Linked DNA regions of Sus scrofa: region 2 is linked to region 1. The links are chromatin contacts, called in public HiChIP or PLAC-seq maps. All regions are on one chromosome and are shown on one strand. The core of a region is the stretch at or near the end of the contact, and the rest is flanking DNA. Distances in the headings are between cores, read along the strand shown. Region 1 holds the start of TBC1D9B (TBC1 domain family member 9B). Region 2 holds the start of CANX (calnexin).

Region 1 (3,179 bases), core at 324-2,823:
CATTGCTGTTGCTGTGGCTGTGGTGTAGGTCTGAAGCTGTAGCTCTGATTCAACCCCTAGCCTGGGAACCTTCATATGCCATGGGTGCAGCCCTAAAAAAGACAAAAGACAAAAAAAAAAAAAATAGTTCTCAAAAGGTGGTCTCCAGGTTCATGGCATCAGTATTACCTAGGAACTCGTTAGACATGCAAATACTCTGAGCAATCTATGTTTTAACAAGCCCTGCCGCTTATTCTGATGCATGTTGAAGTTTGAGAGCCAGTGGAATCCAGGAACAAAATAGCCCTTTACCTCACCTCAGGGTGTTAACAAGCACAGTTGACCTGTGAACAACTCCGGTTAGGGGCACCTATTCTCTTCCAAGTCAAAAATTGAGTATAATTTAGTTGTCTTTCCCAATCCAAGTTACCTCTATATGTACAGTTCTGTATCTGAGGATTCAACCAACCACTGATCACACAGTACTGTAGTATTTACTATTGAAAAAAGTGGGAATATAAATGGTCCAGAGCAATTCAAACCCAGATTATTCAAGGGTAAACTGTACTTTCAAATTCTTGAGGGTAGATTACTCCCCAGAGACCCCAGTGCCACATTATTAGTTTAAACTTCCAAGGTCTTAAAACCAGCCTCTGCATCTTGGAAGTTGATTCAAAGTCTCAAGCAATATCTCAAAAGACTTTTAAATCATTCTGGCTGTCAATCATGAAACCACCTATTTATACCTACATCTATCATATTAGATTCCTGAATGCCAGTGACAGAAACCCAATTCAAAAACCATATTAAGCCTCTGGGATGATTCTAAAGAGCCCCCTTTCGGATTCTGGAGGCCTCAGGCCAGCAGGGTGATCCTGCATCCAAATTCTGGACTTTGTGGATTCACACCTATTGCCCCAGAAGGAGTTAACAGCGTGCACTCAAAAGGGTCAAGGTTTGGCCTGGGAGGGGTCGACCCCTACAGGCCAGCACTGGGAGAGCAGGAATCCACATCCCCGGCCAGCTCTGTGGTCTCATCACACGCCAGTGCAGAAACCTCCGCCGGTCCCAGGCCAGGCCCTGCCTCCTACTCCAGCCTCATTGACCCCATCCAACAAGTGAGGGGACTGCACTGGTTTCTGAGGACCCTTTCAGCCTCAGGGCTTCCCCAGGTTCAATTCGTTGCAGGCCCAAGTGTCAACATTCTGAGTTACCACAATCAACTAACCCTTTTCCAGCCGCTTTTTCCAATGTTAACACACACTGGGTTGCCCTGCACAATCAGCCAAAAATGTATTTCTAAATGTTATTTCCTTACATTTTCCTCTTAAACCCTGTATGCGTTTTTACAGAACGCCGGGAGCCCTGCTGTCTGCGCACTGTGAACTCAGACAATCTGACCAAAGTCCCAAGGCCCGGGGAGTGAACTGAGCACTGGGGCCTGTGGGGAGAAAGAGTGGTAGACGGACACAGCGGGTTAAGTAACCCTGTGGCCGGAGGCCGGGGGGGGAGTGGGCGGGGCCGGCCGGAAAGGGAGAGCTGAGCGCCCAGAGAGCGCGGAGGTCCTGTTGGTTCCCGCGGCCGCCAGGGGGCGCCGCCCGCTCGCCCCGCCCCGCCCCGCCCGGCCCGCAAAGCTCTGCGCGGCGTCGGTGGCGGCTCTTCCGCCTGGCCGGCCTCGGCCCTGTGCGAGCGGTCGCACGATGTGGCTGGGCCCGGAGGAGGTGCTGGTGGCCAACGCGCTGTGGGTGACGGAGCGGGCCAACCCCTTCTTTGTGCTGCAGCGGCGCCGGGGCCACGGCAAGGGCGGCGGGCTCACGGGTGAGAGGCGCGCCGCGGCCGGGCCTGTGAGCGCCGCCGCGATCCGGGCGAGGAGGGCGCGCCGGGCGGCGGGGAACGGGGCAACACCCCCGGGACAGGCCGGGCCTCGGCGCGTCCCTGCGGACGCGCAGGTCAGCGCGCGCTGCGGGGCCTGGGGACGCGAGGCCCGGCCCCAGTGGGGGCGGGAGGTGGGAATGCGCACCGGGGGTGGGACGCAGGGACCGGGCGCGGTGGCGCGAGGTGAGGACCGGGTCGGAGGTTCAGCCAGACAGATGCACTTGATTTAGATGGCTAGTGGGGAGACCTCCGTCAGCCAGGGCTGCCGGGAGAAGGCTGGCGGCGGCCTCTGCCCATCGGCTGCCTGTGAGCTTCCCGGAGCTTAGCGGAGGCGTGTGCAGCTTCCTGGAATGGGATTTCCCAGCTGGAAGTCCGAAAGATCTTCCTGTCCTCTGCCTCAGTTTCCCTAAGTGCCTCGGAGGGGGCAAGTGACACAAGCATTCGTTTCCTTTGGCCTCCTTCATTCCCAGTTCACCAAAGAATTACCTTTTTAGCAAAATCAGAGTTCCTCCGAGCTGCTCCTGGGTTTGGGCCCCCATCCCTCCAGCTTCTCACCCACCTTTCCTGCTTCTTGGTGTGATGGGGCTGCAGACCGAGACTTAGCCACATTACCAGTCTTTGTGTTCTGGAGAACTAGCCAAGGTGCCTCTGCCCGTCTGGACACCACCCAGGACTGGACCAGACAGGCACCTTCTGGGGTGTGTGGCAGAGGATGTCCACGTGTGGGTTCCCTCTACAGGTGTTGTCCCAAGTCCCTCACGCTCCAGGACCTGCCCCGACGCACTGCTCGGGCAGAACTGGGTCAGTCTTAGGGCCAGACCAGTGCCTGCAGTCCTCCAGTGGCCTACTGTTGCCATTCAGGACCTCAGGCCCAGTGTTGCCAGGTCTTCCAATTATCAAGAGAATTTTCTTTGAAATGTCCTAATTTTAAACGTTAACAACTAATACAGTCCTGCCACATGCAGACAGAGGCCTCCCACGGGAGACCTCTTCCCCTGCCTCCCCAGTCACATCTCCTGATGTGGAAGAGACTGTACCATTCTCAAGAAAACTGTTCCCTTCAGTGTTTTGAGCTCCCTGCCCACAGCCTCTAGAATCACAGGAGCCGGTGCTGGATCTGCCTCCTAGACTAGGCTGTTCAGAGGAGGTTAGACAGCAGCGCCTCTAGAAAGACTGACCAATGGTCAACCGCAGGCTACTCCAAGCCCATGCAGGAAAGCAAGGCTTGGGTGGCTAGCAGCTTTGGTTGCATCAGCGTACTGGTGTGTCAGATTCCAGTGCCTGCTCTGAGTTTTCACAGGTCATCTCAGCAGGTGGGTGGGTCC
Region 2 (3,179 bases), core at 339-2,838, 240 kb after region 1:
TGCACAGGAGGACTCCCACACAGTGCTTTACCTCTGCTCTAACTACAGCAAATATACAACTCAGCAGTGACCCTTCAACAGTACTGAAAAAAGAGTGAGGTACACAACAGTCTTGAAGATCAACGGGGTTCCCCTCTTAAAACAAAACAAAACAGAACGAAAACCTCCCCACACCATTCTACCCATTAAGAAATTAAGTAAAAGGTTCTATTTCTTAAATTAGAGGTAAAGAGACCTAACTGTGGTTCACCTTTCTCCTCCCAAGCTTTTAATTAATATCCAGCTCAGTTTAACTTCCCTCAATCAGCAGTCAAACCACTAGGTCCAGTTTCTTCCTCCTATTTCCATAAATGTGACTTCAGGTCCTGGAAAATAGGACTTAGCTAATTAGGATGTTAGTGTAGTGGATCAACAGCATTCACCATAATAATTTACTGCAGTCATTTATCAAGCAGTTAAAAATGTACATCTAACTTTCCTGCTCTTTCTTACACACGTCTTAATGGTAACAACAACTCTATCAGGTATTACATCCATTATCTGAAACGAAGTGAACTGCCCAGGTTCACATAGCAACAAATGGCTGATGAAGGACCTGAACAAGGGCCTTAGTCTTAACCACTACACACAAACTGCCTAGCTTTCAACTGTAATTCCAACGTGATCATAAAACTAATCGCATGACCTTGGGCCGATCATTTCTGAGCTCTGGGCCTCAGTTTCCTTCACTATAAAACGACCTGCCCACGGAGAGCTTTTGGGTGCTTTCCTGCTTTTAAAAGCCCACTGAATTTACGACGAGATTACTTACTCCCCCAATCTCCAAATAGATGTAAATGTTAGGACTTAAGTTTTTTAACCAGTGCGTGTTCTAGCACATTCTCCATACTCTTCAGGCTGCTACAGTCCAGTCTTCACTTTGCGGTTTTAATTTTCAAATTTTAGATCTGTAATGCTAATTCTAAATATCCTCTCTCTGTCCTATTATCACCTTTCCCCACTACTAAGAGTACCAACAAGGCCCGATCCTATTCCAGACCTTTACCCGGTTACTCTACCCCACCTCACAGCTTCCCAGGCAGTCAGCAATAGGTATAAGAAAGCCCTAGAAGCAGAACCATGAAGAGAAGTTAGCTTTCCCAGAGGTCAAGAAAGGCTCTAGGACACCTGCCACGCCTCCCAACCCCGGCGGCGCGGCCTGGGCCTGGCTCCGCAACTCAAGCGGCCCAGGTTCAGGCCTAACCCATCCCGTCTGGCGGGTCCACCAGGGCCTGAGCCATCGAAACTCAGCCGGACCCCTCAGCCCCGGCCACGCCCGGCTTCTCGAGACCTCCGCCGCCAGGCCGCGCACCCAGGCCCCCGAGGGTCCTCACAGGCCCGAAGACACGGGCAGGCCCCTGTCTCACCTCAAGCCTCAGGAGGACCGCCGGTGGTGCCCGCGCCTCCTCCCGCCCGCACACCTGGCCCCACGCTGCAGTGGAGACAGCGGCTGAGGGAGCCTGACCGTCACGTGCCGCAGAACCAAGAGGCCTCGACTCCTGCAGCCGCCGCGCGAGCGAGCCCCACCGCACGAAGCCCGGCCCTGCGTCCGCCCCTGTCTCCTCAGTAGCTACCACCAGCGCCAAGTCCCGCCCTCTCGCGCAAGATCCTGAATTCAATTGGTTATTGTGGCCATCGCTCTATGCACCTTCCCATACGCCCCCTAGGGCTATTCTTCGTGGAGTGTGGGGATTGGTTAGGAGTGAGGCAGGAAGTGGCTGTTGGTTGGGCAGTATGGAAGGAGGCGGTGTACGGCGGCATCGGGATCGGCGGGGGCGCGCGCGCGCGCGCGCGCGTCGTGGGGCGGGACTGGCCAGGCAGGCGTTCCCGCGCTGGTTGTTCTGGTGCCTTAGTGGGCGCGCTGCCCGGCACTGCATCCTAATTTCTATGGTTTCGACCGTTCAGGTGCCTGGACCCGGGCCTCGGGGTCTGGCATCTCATTCCCTTCGATGAGAGAGCAAATGGAAGCTGGCAGGATGGGTGGGAGGTCCATTGAGCCATCGGGAAGGACCTGGTTTCCAGTGCAGCGAGTGCGCAGATATGATGGAATCAGTCACGGCTCCCTTGGCCTGTCCTGGAGTCGCTGTACACCAGGCGCCACCGTTCCTGCAGAGTCATTGCTCTGGGCCCAGCAGTCTGAGGCCGCCTTATCACCCAACGTCAAAATATAGCCCAGAATACTATAATCCAGCGTTACTTCAACTTTCAATTTGTGATGTTTCCAAAAGCAAGATAAGACAAAAAGGGCACAATCACACTTAACAGCAGTGAGTGAGAAAAAGATGGTGCAATGGAAAATTTTCAAACACACCACAGATTTTGTAACTAACTTTTAGCACATCTTCAGTTTTCTGGGCCTGAGACAGAGCAGGACTGTAGATCCTACTAAGGATCTTGTTAGAGATTTTTTTTCCGTTAAAGCACAATGTTCTTAAAAGGAAGCTGAGGCCAAATCTCTGAAGAATGAATTTTGTGTTTGTTTTTTTCACAATTTGAAGTCACTTTATTTACTGACCCAGATTACAAAAATAATCACATAGACAACTCAGTTCATCCATTTAATAAGCCTGTTAGATCTATTTATCTGGGCCCTTCAGGAGAAGATAGTTTGAAGGGCCACAGGATGTTGTTTGCTTCTTTGAAGCATTTTCCAACAGTACGGATTTCATGAATAAGATCCTCCAGGAGTTACTATTGTGGCTTAGTGAATTAAGAACCTAACATAGTGTCTGTGAGGATGCGGATTCAATCCCTGGCCTTGCTCAGTGGGTTAAGGATCCATCCTAAGCTTAGGCGTAGGTCACAAATGTGGCTGCAATCCCATGGGTTTTTTTGTTGTTGTTGTTTTTGTTTTTTTCATTTTTCTTATTACTCAAATGAATTTATCACATCTGCAATCCCATGTTGCTGTGGCGGTGGTGTAGGCCAGCAGCTGCAGCTCTGATTCAACCCCTAGCCTGGGAACTTCCATATGCCACATATGTGGGCCTAAAAAAAACAAAAACAAAAAAAAAGGGGGAGGGAGGGGGAGAAAGAAAGAAAAGAGGAAAAAAAAAAAAAAAAGGTAAGATCCTGCATGATGGCTTATTTACCAAGAGATGGAGCAGTCCAAGTGTTATCTGTCAGGGCAGTTTCCTTCT

What was found. HiChIP or PLAC-seq counts read pairs in DNA pulled down with a chosen protein or histone mark.
Region 2: an H3K27ac HiChIP or PLAC-seq map of alveolar macrophages shows a contact between it and region 1. The contact joins the promoter of CANX here to the promoter of TBC1D9B in region 1. A contact is called at or near these places in 2 of 47 Hi-C or Micro-C datasets (heart right ventricle and liver) and 1 of 2 datasets of contacts at active chromatin or transcription factors (alveolar macrophages).

The regions. Positions count from the first base shown.
Region 1 is chr2:78,674,294-78,677,472 of Sscrofa11.1, forward strand. It overlaps TBC1D9B (TBC1 domain family member 9B), which reads left to right and starts at 1,574. Exons shown (of 22, transcript XM_003123648.4): 1 at 1,574-1,797. The coding sequence starts at 1,680.
Region 2 is chr2:78,914,240-78,917,418 of Sscrofa11.1, forward strand. CANX (calnexin) reads right to left here and starts at 1,589. Exons shown (of 15, transcript NM_001243210.1): 1 at 1,407-1,589.